2 separate regions of the Mus musculus genome follow, and region 2 is linked to region 1. Evidence: chromatin contacts called from public Hi-C data. All regions are on one chromosome and are shown on one strand. The core of a region is the stretch at or near the end of the contact, and the rest is flanking DNA. Distances in the headings are between cores, read along the strand shown.

Region 1 (5,229 bases), core at 2,380-4,879:
TTGTGCCACAGTAGGTGCTGCTCAGATTGTTTTGAAAGTAACACAATTAGGATTTTGAAGGGAGATCAGAGTAAGACATTGCAGAAGCTGGTGAGACGCAGCGGGTAAAAGAGCTTGTTACACACTCCTGACCTGAGTTCAATTTCCAGAGCTCATGTGAGGGTGGAAGGAAAGAACAGATTTCACAAACTGGTCCGTTGACCTTCACATGAGTAGTATGGCATATGGACACACACACACACACACACACACACACACACACTAGTTTTTAGTGTAATGTATTAAAATAATAACAATAAAGCAGGTTTCCAAACGTTAAAAAGCAGTTTGGATGTAATGTCTGTGTGCACTTATTCATGAGAGCCTTTTGTGGTGATACAGGCATGAGTTTTAGTAACTGTCACCTAGAACAGGAACGGGGTAAGTTAAACATAGGCAGCAACTGAATGGCAACTCAGATGTGTGTGACTTCAGTAGAGAGTAGGATTGATTGCCAATGCTGTTGTGGATGTTTTATACACCAACAAAGAAACTTCTAGTCTACCTGTCTTCAGGTCAGAAAAGCAAACTGCTGCTACTTTGATCTGATTTTTTTTTTCAAGATGATCTTATGGAAAGATGGAGTCAGTAAACCTTTGAGAAGGTTTAAAGTTTGAGAAGCCATGAGGTGATCTGGATGGTGGTGTCTCCTGAGAAATAAGCCTACTCAGCAGAGCTCCTAGCACTCCTAGCTGACAGAAACAGGGCAGATAGAAAAGCTGTTTGCAGCAGCTGTGGAAGGAACCATCTCCTAGCTTTAAGAAAGTTCATTCCCATGCCAGAGAACACCATATCCTCTATTAGACCCTTCCAGTGCTTCCAAACTGGCTGATTTCCAGGCAAAGGGTCAAAAGATGTGGCTGTGGACTGTGTGTCCCACCTAACTATATCCTCATAACCTTTTCTCCTCCAATGCTGGATTATAGTACCCAAGAGCCTCTAAAACATAACAAGGAGGCATGTTGGATCATTGGGACATGGGGGTGAAGAAGTGGGCCTCTGAGCTCCCACTCCAACCTTTTATCATATCTGCAGGTCCTCCAAGTTTTAGGCTATTAAGTCCTCTTCCTGCCCCTCTGGGTTTACCTAAGCAAAGACCCCATGGTCTAAATGGCAGAACTCCCACCTGTATGGTCTATCATTTATCTCACAAGGAAGGTATGGGGATAAATGGCCTCACACAGAGGTGGGTCTTTGGAAAGCTGGTGGTGCTAGAATCACTCAGCACAGGACTGTAGTCACAGGCCTCACTTTAGGCCTGGCCTGCCCGACACAGGTTCTTGTCCTGAGGATCTGATCAATTTTAGTTCTGACGTTTAAGGACTTAGTGTGATGCCATTTCTAGCTCCACAGAGAACATTCCCCTGAGCCCAGCCTGGCCACAATGGTGTCCATCCCAGGAGAAAGATGGTTGTGGCCATATCACACAGGCTGCACTGTTGTGCAGATCTGGGAACCTATTCAGGGCAGTCTTGGAACTTCCAAGTGTCTTTCAATTATTTCTCAGAAGAAAATGAATTTCCTGTGAGAGAAGTCCAAGTTAGTTCCTGGAGGCCCTAAACATTTGTCCTTCTACCTGCCCTTCTGAGCCTGACCCTCTCCTAACACCTGAGTCTCCTTCAGAACAAAATAATCCATCCCCATGTAAGAATCCTGGAGCAAAACACCACAAACCAGCAGCTTACAGCATATTCATCTCCTCTCAGTCTTGAAGGCTAAAAGTCCAAAGTCGAGAAAGCCAGGCTGGGTCTTCTTGAGGCTTGTCCCATTGGTGTGCAGATGGCATCTTCTCCCTTTGTTCTCACCTAGTGGTCTCTATGTATGTCTGTGAATCAGGGCTACTCTAGTGACCCAATTTAACTTTAATTACCTCTATAAAGCCCTGTCTCCAAATCCAGCCTTCTAAGAATGTCAGGCCTACATTGGGAACTATGCCATCATGGTGAAGGATGGAGGCCTCAGGCTACAGGAACACCATCTCCATCATGAACTCTTGTGATCCTCTCTTCCATTTGATTGTCCATTTCTGTCCCACATTTTGGGAGCCCAGGATTGTATCTTGTATGTCTCAAAATCAGCATACACACACACACACACCAAAAAGCATTCAAGACATGTTGGACTGATTTTATGAGTTAATGATAAGGTATTAGCAAGGTATTAGCCAGCAACAAGAAGGTGCAAGCCAAGGCAGTAATCTCCCACACTGAAGAACAACAGACTGTAGGAAGGGAGGACAGGCTGGATGAGGCCTGTGACACAGGGGCTAAACTGGTTTTTAGATCAGAAGAGACATGTGGATACCTCAGATCAGGACCAGGAGGGAGAGAGGGAGGGATCGAAGAAGGGAGGGAGGGAGTGAAGGAGGGAGGGAGGGAAGGAGGAAGGGAGAGAAGGAGGAAAGGAGGGAGGGAGAGAAGGAGGGAAGGAGGGAGGGAGAGAAGGAGGGAGGGAGAGAAGGAAGGAGGGAAGGAGGAAGTAAGAGAGGGGGAAGGACGGAGGGAGGGAGGAAGGAAGAAAGGGAGGGAGGGATGGAAGAAGGGCTAGGTGGGTTTTCTTTGTGTTTTTCCTTTCTCTTTTTTTCAGTTTTGATGTAGTCCCTGATTGAAATTGGCCTTGGCATGCAAATGAGCAGCTCCCAGAACATTGTGTCTGTGAAGAAAACAGGCATCTATCACATTGGAGTGCCTGACTCAAATGTGTAACAATCAACAATGGTGAGAGATTCAGAGGCTGGAGCTGCTTGCTATGAGACTCCAGCTCTCTTCAATTGGATTTAGGCATTGTAGACTGGTCGCCATTACAGAGACAGAAGATTTGGTAAAGATCAGCCCTGACTAGACTCTGGGAAAATGGCCTCATTCCTCTTCCTTCCAGAACAAAGCCATCTTTTCTTTGGGGTGGGACATTATGAAACCAACCCTCAAAGCAGCAGAGACAAAGAGGAGATAATGCAGGTATGTGGGCATCCAGGCCTGTAACCCATGTACAAAGTGCCCGGCAGAACAATGCAAAGCCCAAAGCTGAATGGAGTATCAACTTGAGCCAAGTAAGGAGCCAGCACCCATAGATAGTGACCCCCCTTTTCCAAGGTACAGAGCCCTTCATTTTTGTGGGGGACCCTCCTTGGCCTTCTGATGAGCCTGTAATTAGGTTTATTGTAATGACAGCTTGGATTTATGGGATGTTCCGCTCCCAGAAATGCTTAGTTCTCAAGCCAAATCTTATTGAGGTTTACAGAGGAGGCCAAGGGTTAATTGGCTATTGGTCTTGAGGAAACTGAGGCACAGGTATATTAAGAGACTTGCTTAGGGCATGAAGTTAAAGTTAGCAGAATGGATCTCAGATTTCAGGGTCCTATCCTGAATGGCATCCTAGGCCTAAATGTATAATTTATAGGGGAGGATTTGGACAAAGGACACGGGATAGAAAGTGGTAAGCAGAAGCCCAGACACAGCAGCCAAGAAACAGCAGGACCCCCAATGTTCTGGAGATGTCTGGCAGCTCCTGGGCCAGTCCTGCCTACCAGGAGTGAGGTCATGTGGTGGCTTGTCTGTCAGTCCTCAGCTTGTACAGAGCCTGCCATTGTCTAATTATATGTTCTGAAAGGCAGCCAACAGCACAAGGATATGTAAGAGATTGGAGATGACAGTGTGCATTGGAGCCAGCTCCATGAAGACAAAAAATAATGGTGAGGAGCATCAGGGAGCCATAGATGAAAACCTCTCTATGCAACAAAGAAAGACAGGGGCTTTCGGCTGTAGTGACTTTGTGACTCTAGTGTCCTCACAGAGGGTGTAAAGTCCTGCTGGAAAGAAAGTGGCTCACCCAAGGCCCTATGAGCTTGCATGGCAGGCAGAGTGTGGGGCATGGTCCTTGGTAGTTGGGGATGCTGAGTACAGGCTTCAAAGCAGACAGACTTGGTCCAGATGACCTGAAAAGTCAGGACAGTGGTGTCCAGAGCAGCAGAAAGGAGGACATGTGCAAAATGCAAAGGCCAGAAGAAAGTGTGCAAAAGGGTACAGAATCCTCAGCAATATAAACTAGGAGCAAAATGAGCTGCAAGGACTACCATAACTTATCCTAGATCAAAAGAATTCCTGACACATGGTGAAAATAAGAATATCACTGTACTGGCTACACACACACACACACACACACACACACACACACACACACCAGTGTGTGATTGTGTCTCTATCCCTTTCTGAGGTAGAGATGTGACTGTCAGAGGTCTTCTAAGCCTAGCTATCACCTCAGCATATGCCTGAAGACATCCTCCAGCCTCCATTATAATTGGTCCTCTTCAGAGTCCCACATCACAGCCCAAGAGTCTCCATAGCCACAATTAAAACTTTTTTATAAAGGCCAGCAACTTGGCGAAATTAATGGCCAGTGTTTCTGTTTTCCCACATTAGCATCATGGCTGACATGAGCTATTCTTACAAGGACATCACATTGGTCAGTGTCAAAGGAATGGAAGACTTTGGATGTCCATTTTGTATCGCTAATGATATCATGGGGACAGAGCATGACCCAATGTGTGACACTACCGAGTGACAAGTGAGAAAGTGGCTTTCCAATGGACTCCACTTGTTGACCAGCATCTTTAGAGTTCTGGATTTCTCTCCAACCCCTGTGTAGTCTATCTTGCTGAAGAAGCAGAGAGTGAACAGATAACTATCTCACCTGATTGCTAGATGCTGATATGAGCTGGGACATCGACAGCAAATAGCCACTGCTCCTTCATGTTAAATAAATCCTTCCTTTAGAGACAGCACAAGCAAATGCTGTTGAGTCTCTGTATGATTCCTGCTTCATGAATGGTCTGCATTATCCAGAACTGGCTGCCTATGATCCATCTTAGCACCTGGCTGCAGCACATGAGCCCTTCATCTAGTGTGGCAGTGACATTCACTGAGATCTCAAAATTGACTTCCAGGCCAGAGTCAGGCATTCCGAGGGAGGGCTATGAAGATCTGTTCCTGACATCTGATTCTGTACCAAGAAGCAGATCTTGGAGCAGTTGGCATCCTCAAAGAGGAAGCACCCTTCCTCTCCAGAGTCCTAAGTGCTACACTGCCCTGTTCATCCTATCATTGATGAAGTCTATGAGGTCTTCATGGGGTCCCTTGACAGATCCCGACAGGGGGCCCTCTAGGGTCCAAAAACCCAGCCAGTGCTTCAGCT
Region 2 (5,073 bases), core at 1,757-4,256, 77 kb after region 1:
CTCCAAAAATACGCTCTGCTGCCTCTGTCATTCTGGCCACAAAATCTGAGAAGGATTCCTGAGGTCCCTGGATTATCTTTGTTAACTGACCAGTGGTTTCACCTGCTCGAGAGAGCGCCTTCCAGGCCCTAATAGCCGTGGAAGAAATCTGGGCATAAGCTCCCCAATGGTAGTTTGTCTGATCAGCAGAATAAGCTCCCTGACCCGTTAACAAGTCAAAAGTCCAATCTCTCTGCTCTGGAGTCAAAGCAGCTGCGTTTGCTCGGGCCTGCGCTTGTGCAGCTTCGTGCCAAAGCGCTTTCCATTCCATATATTTGCCCATACTAGGGAGAGCGGCTTTTACAACCGTTTGCCAGTCAGCAGGAGTTAGTGCCATGCCGGCGAGCCTGTCTAACTGCACCAAGGTAAAATTAGCATTGGTTCCATATTTACGGACCGACTCGGCAAGTTCTTTAATCTGCACATATTCTACCGGAGCGTGGACACGCCCACCCTCGGCTCCTTCAAAGACTGGAAATGCCTGTTCTATTTTCCTTTGTTCCTCTCGGGGAATGAATGAGTCTGCGCATTGCCTCTCTGCGCACTGCCTCTCTGCGCATTGCTGACGCACTACGGGCTGACGCACTACGCAGGGCGGGGACTCCGCATAGGGCGGGAGTGCACCTGGTAGCCGATTGCCCTGAGGCCAATTAGCAAACTGGCCTTCGCCAGCCGCTTTTGGCTTTTTTCTTGACCAATTAGCTGGCTGGTAATGGGCTGCTTCTTCCTCCCAGTCTGTTTCCTCAGAGGAGAATTCTTCATCTGCTTCAGAACTACTAAGAGCTGGCTTCCTGAGCTCATCCAGCGATGAGCACAGGCTCCTTTTCCTATAGACCTCCGCTAATTGATCTTTCTTCTTTTCCCTTTTTCCTCTTTTTCTTCTAATCTCTCTCCAGGTATTCCTACCTAACCTTAACTTTTCCTCGGGTTCAAGACCCTTGGAAAGGCCTGTATACTTAGTTTGTGTACTACATTTTCTTTTTGCTCCTACTTTCTCTCCCCGCTTTACTTCTGATAGATTACCCTGAATTTCCTCTAGAATTTTCAGCCCTATCTTAATCACTTGATAACATGTGAAAAGGAACAAAAGGGCTCCTAACACCAGAAAAAATTCAAGGCCAAACATATTCCACTTTACTTCTGATAGACTGTCTTGAATTTCGTTAGAAAGTTCAAGGCCAGGCTTACCTCGTAAAGCTGTACTCACTGGTACTCTCGTTCCCCAGCTGAAAAGTTCTGAATTCATACAGTTGAATCCTTCTTAACAGTCTGCTTTACGGGAACCTTTATCACCGTCGTTCCCCAGCTGATGAGTTCTGAATTCGGCAGTTGAATCCTTCTCAACAGTCTGTGTTACGGGAACCTTTATAAACGTGATCCGCAGTTCTGGTTCTGAAATGAAGTATCCCTCCTGCGCCGGTGATGGTTAACTCCCTCCCGGGTTTTTCTTCCCGGTCTTTCGGCACCAATTGTTATTAGACGCGTTCTCACGACCGGCCAGGAAGAACACCACAGACCAGAATCTTCTGCGGCAAAGCTTTATTCTTACATCTTCAGGAACAGAGTGCAAGAAGCAAGAGAGCAAGAAGCAAGAGAGAGAGAAGCAAGAGCGAGAGAAAACGAAAACCCCGTCCCTTTTTTAGGAGAATTCTCCTTCGCCTCGGACGTGTCACTCCTTGATTGGCTGCAGCCCATCGGCCGAGTTGACGTCACGGGGAAGGCAGAGCACAAGTAGTCATAAGATACCCTTGGCACATGCGCAGATTATTTGTTTACCACTTAGAACACAGCTGTCAGCGCCATCTTGTAACGGCGAATGTGGGCGCGGCTCCCAACAGCAGGCCTTTTCTGTGTGACTTAAACTGGTTCTAGGGAATGGGATGGGGACCTGCTAAGGCCACAGAACAGAACCAAGCACACAGCAATGCACTTGTTTGTCCCTGGGTACAGAGGCACTGTTCAATAGGTAACTTGCTGTCCAACAGGCTTTGACTTAGATAGATCTTCCTAGCTGTAGGCTGATTTCAGTGTTTAGAGCATGTTTAAGGTTGACAAGGCCAAACTGGGAGAGTTGGAAAGGTATACTCAATACACTCACACATGTTGATATTTTTCAACTTCCTGTGATTTCAATGGAATATAGTCTCATAGTAAGGCAGGAACATGTGTGATTATATACATGTTACATAGACGCATCTCCTATTGGTCCTGTTTTTCTAGAGAGTCCTCAGTAAACATGGGATCTTGACAGTTTTGTTTTGCTTGAACCACAGTCTTCAGAACCAGAACTCTTTATTTCCTAGACTTACCAGACTCACTTGTATCTGGGGTTGGAGGCTGGTTTTTTGTGTAGCCCAGGCTGGCTTCCAACACACTCTGTACCAAGGATGACCTTGAACTTCGGACCTTGCCTCCATCTCCTGAATGCTCCTTTTATAGGGAGCCACTACTTCCCCAGAATAGTTAACTCCTTTGCAGCCTGCTTTGTAGTTGTGTTTCCTTTAAATTGGAATCCATTTCTAAGCCCCAGGGAGAAACCTGTGGCTGCGTCTACGACTAGAGTACATCCTGTGCACAATGCAGACTATCAGCCTCAGTCCCTCTAGACCATCTGCCAGAAAGCTTCCAAAAAGTAAGCTGTAGGCAGTCTTCCCGAAGTCGACCACGGTGGTCAGCGTCATCAGAACCTGTGAGCAAGGTGGCAGTCGCCTCGCAGGAGCAAATGTAGGTGCACTGTTCCTCCCCCCACCAACCTCCTGCTGTTCCAGGGAGGCGGTCCCTGCCTGCCCCAGCGTGAGTCACCCTGCTGAGTCCTGAGCACTGCAGCTCTGCCAGCGGGGTCCTTTCTATCAGTTCTCAGATCACACACCGGCAGCCAAGACTTTTCTCCTTAAGCCCTCTGTTTGGAAAAGAATGCTCTCAGGGTTCTGTTTCTCACACACGCCCCATTCAGCTCTGCCAAAGTCTCCAGGCCGTCCCCACCTGCCACCTGTGGGCTGTTCTGGGAACTGCAACCTGGCTGCTTGGCCCTCTACACCTAATGAACCTACTAAAAATTCCAACCAGACTCCTCAGTCACAAAAGCCCCTGGGTTCCTGCGGACACAGATGTTGATGGCCTGGCCACTACGTCTAGATCTCTCTTCTGTGCCTCAGTTATAACTCTGGAACTCTATTTGGCTTATTGAACAAATGATGTACACTTATAACTGAAATTTTCCACTTTTTTATTAGTGCTAACGTCTCTGTAACTTCTGGGTTGGTTTGGGTCCATTAGTTTTCCTCCTTGTTTTGGGTCTCATCTAGTCTCTCTCTCATATATGCGGTAATCTTTGGTTGAAATCCAGGCATCTTGGTCTTGCTTGCTTGGATCCTGGGTATTTCTTATTGGCTCTCAACTCCCTAAAAATATCTTATACTTGCATCTCTCCAGTCTGTCTCCTCCAGCACCTAGCTTCTCCCATGTGCCCATCTGTGTCCAAGAAACCCTTTTCTCATAAGGATTTAGCCCCTGAAAGGCCTACATAAATCTAGTATGTCACAGTAATGGTGTCAATGTCCCTTCCAAACTTGTGTAGAAACTTTCTTTTTGGCTTGGCAGTGGTGTTAAGGAGATCAGGTCAGGAGAGCTCTGCCCTTGGGTACAGATGAATGTCATTACAGTTGAGTGAATTCTTTATACCAGGATCTCACCCCATCCTGTGATGCTGGGTGCTATGGATCACCCAGAGGCCCTTAGCAGAAGTAGCGCTTCTATTCTGGACTATGATTCCAATAAACTGTTATTTTTGTTTATTTGTTTTTGTTTTAATTTTGATCTCTCTCTCTCTCTCTGCCTCTCTCTCTCTCTGCCTCTCTGCCTCTCTCTCTCTCTCTCTCTCTCTCTCTCTCTCTGTGTGTGTGTGTGTGTGTGTGTGTGTGTGTTTGTGGTGTACATGCATGCCAGAGCACCTGTGTGGAAGTTAGACGACAGTTTTCAGGAGTCAATGTCTAACTGTAACTCAAGCTATCTGGTTTATGAGGCGCATGCTTTCACCCACTGAGCCTCTTGCCAGATTAACTCCTGCTGCTATTCCCAGTCTATGGTAGTATTGTTGTCCAGAAAGTGGGTCAAGCCACACAGGATCCTGGCTAACTACGGCTGCAAAAACCCTATTTGCAAAAGGGATCACTCACAGAGGGGTAGGGTTGGGTGGGACATGTCTCTAGGGGAATACAGCTCTCACAGCCTCAGCACCCAGCTTGCCTTCTCCACAGTGCTTTGTTGGTTGTTCGATAGGCTTCCCTTCAGTGTGTAGCTTAGAAAGATGGCCCAGATGCCTACTTTGATGCTGAGTCCTCACCACATCCATAGGCTTGCCCTTATGTGGAGACCCAAGAAATAGGAGATCTTTACGTCTAAAAAAGTCCTGTCTCATTAATCCCCCAGCTTTCCTCAAAAATACAATTACACATCTGCTGGCACAGCTTTTGTCTCATTTATGATCTTTCCAATTAATTTTTTATTAGAGTATGTGTATGTTTATACCTATGTTTGATGTGTATGTAAGTAAGGTGTTTTTCATGCCACAGCATGTGGAAGTCAGGGGAAACTTTAGTGAGTTGGTTGTCTCCTTCCACCATGTTTTTGAGGCAGGATCTTTGTTGTTTCTGCTGCTGTACTATGTGCTCCAGCCTTCAAGCTTCTGGAGGATCCTCCTGACTCCACTGTTTGAGGTTTTACACACACACATACACACACACGTATACACACAGACACACACACATATAGACACACATACAGACACACACACAGACACACACATATACACACAGACACACACACAGACACACACACATATATACACACACAGACACACACATATACACACACAGACATACTATATGTATATATATAAATTTCCCATATATTATTTATATTTATTATATATAATATATATTTAATTATGCATTCTTGGGGAGTGCCTGAGAAGGCAGGTGCCTTTGGAGGCCAAAGACATTGGAATTCCCTGGAGCTCGAGTTACAGGGGGTGTG

The links. Hi-C and Micro-C count contacts between places; a contact is called where the count stands out from the background.
Region 2: a Hi-C map of cortical glia shows a contact between it and region 1, with 2.0 times the contacts expected there. The contact joins two enhancer-like sites. A contact is called at or near these places in 1 of 15 datasets of contacts at CTCF or cohesin (embryonic stem cells), 12 of 484 Hi-C or Micro-C datasets (cerebral cortex, cortical glia, embryonic stem cells and 4 more), 3 of 115 datasets of contacts at active chromatin or transcription factors (embryonic stem cells, extraembryonic endoderm stem cells and trophoblast stem cells) and 1 of 9 other capture datasets (adipose tissue).

Annotation. Positions count from the first base shown.
Region 1 is chr16:97,698,477-97,703,705 of GRCm38.p6, forward strand. No RefSeq gene overlaps it. Among named protein-coding and RNA genes, the nearest start is that of Gm41513, 29 kb to the right of the region's middle. Within about 2 kb of position 3,630, at least 17 of the 459 cell types and tissues checked have an H3K27ac peak or open chromatin away from gene starts, as enhancers often do. A contact at or near this core is called in cortical glia, where this site is marked.
Region 2 is chr16:97,775,880-97,780,952 of GRCm38.p6, forward strand. No RefSeq gene overlaps it. Among named protein-coding and RNA genes, the nearest start is that of Ripk4, 15 kb to the left of the region's middle. Within about 2 kb of position 3,007, at least 63 of the 459 cell types and tissues checked have an H3K27ac peak or open chromatin away from gene starts, as enhancers often do. A contact at or near this core is called in cortical glia, where this site is marked.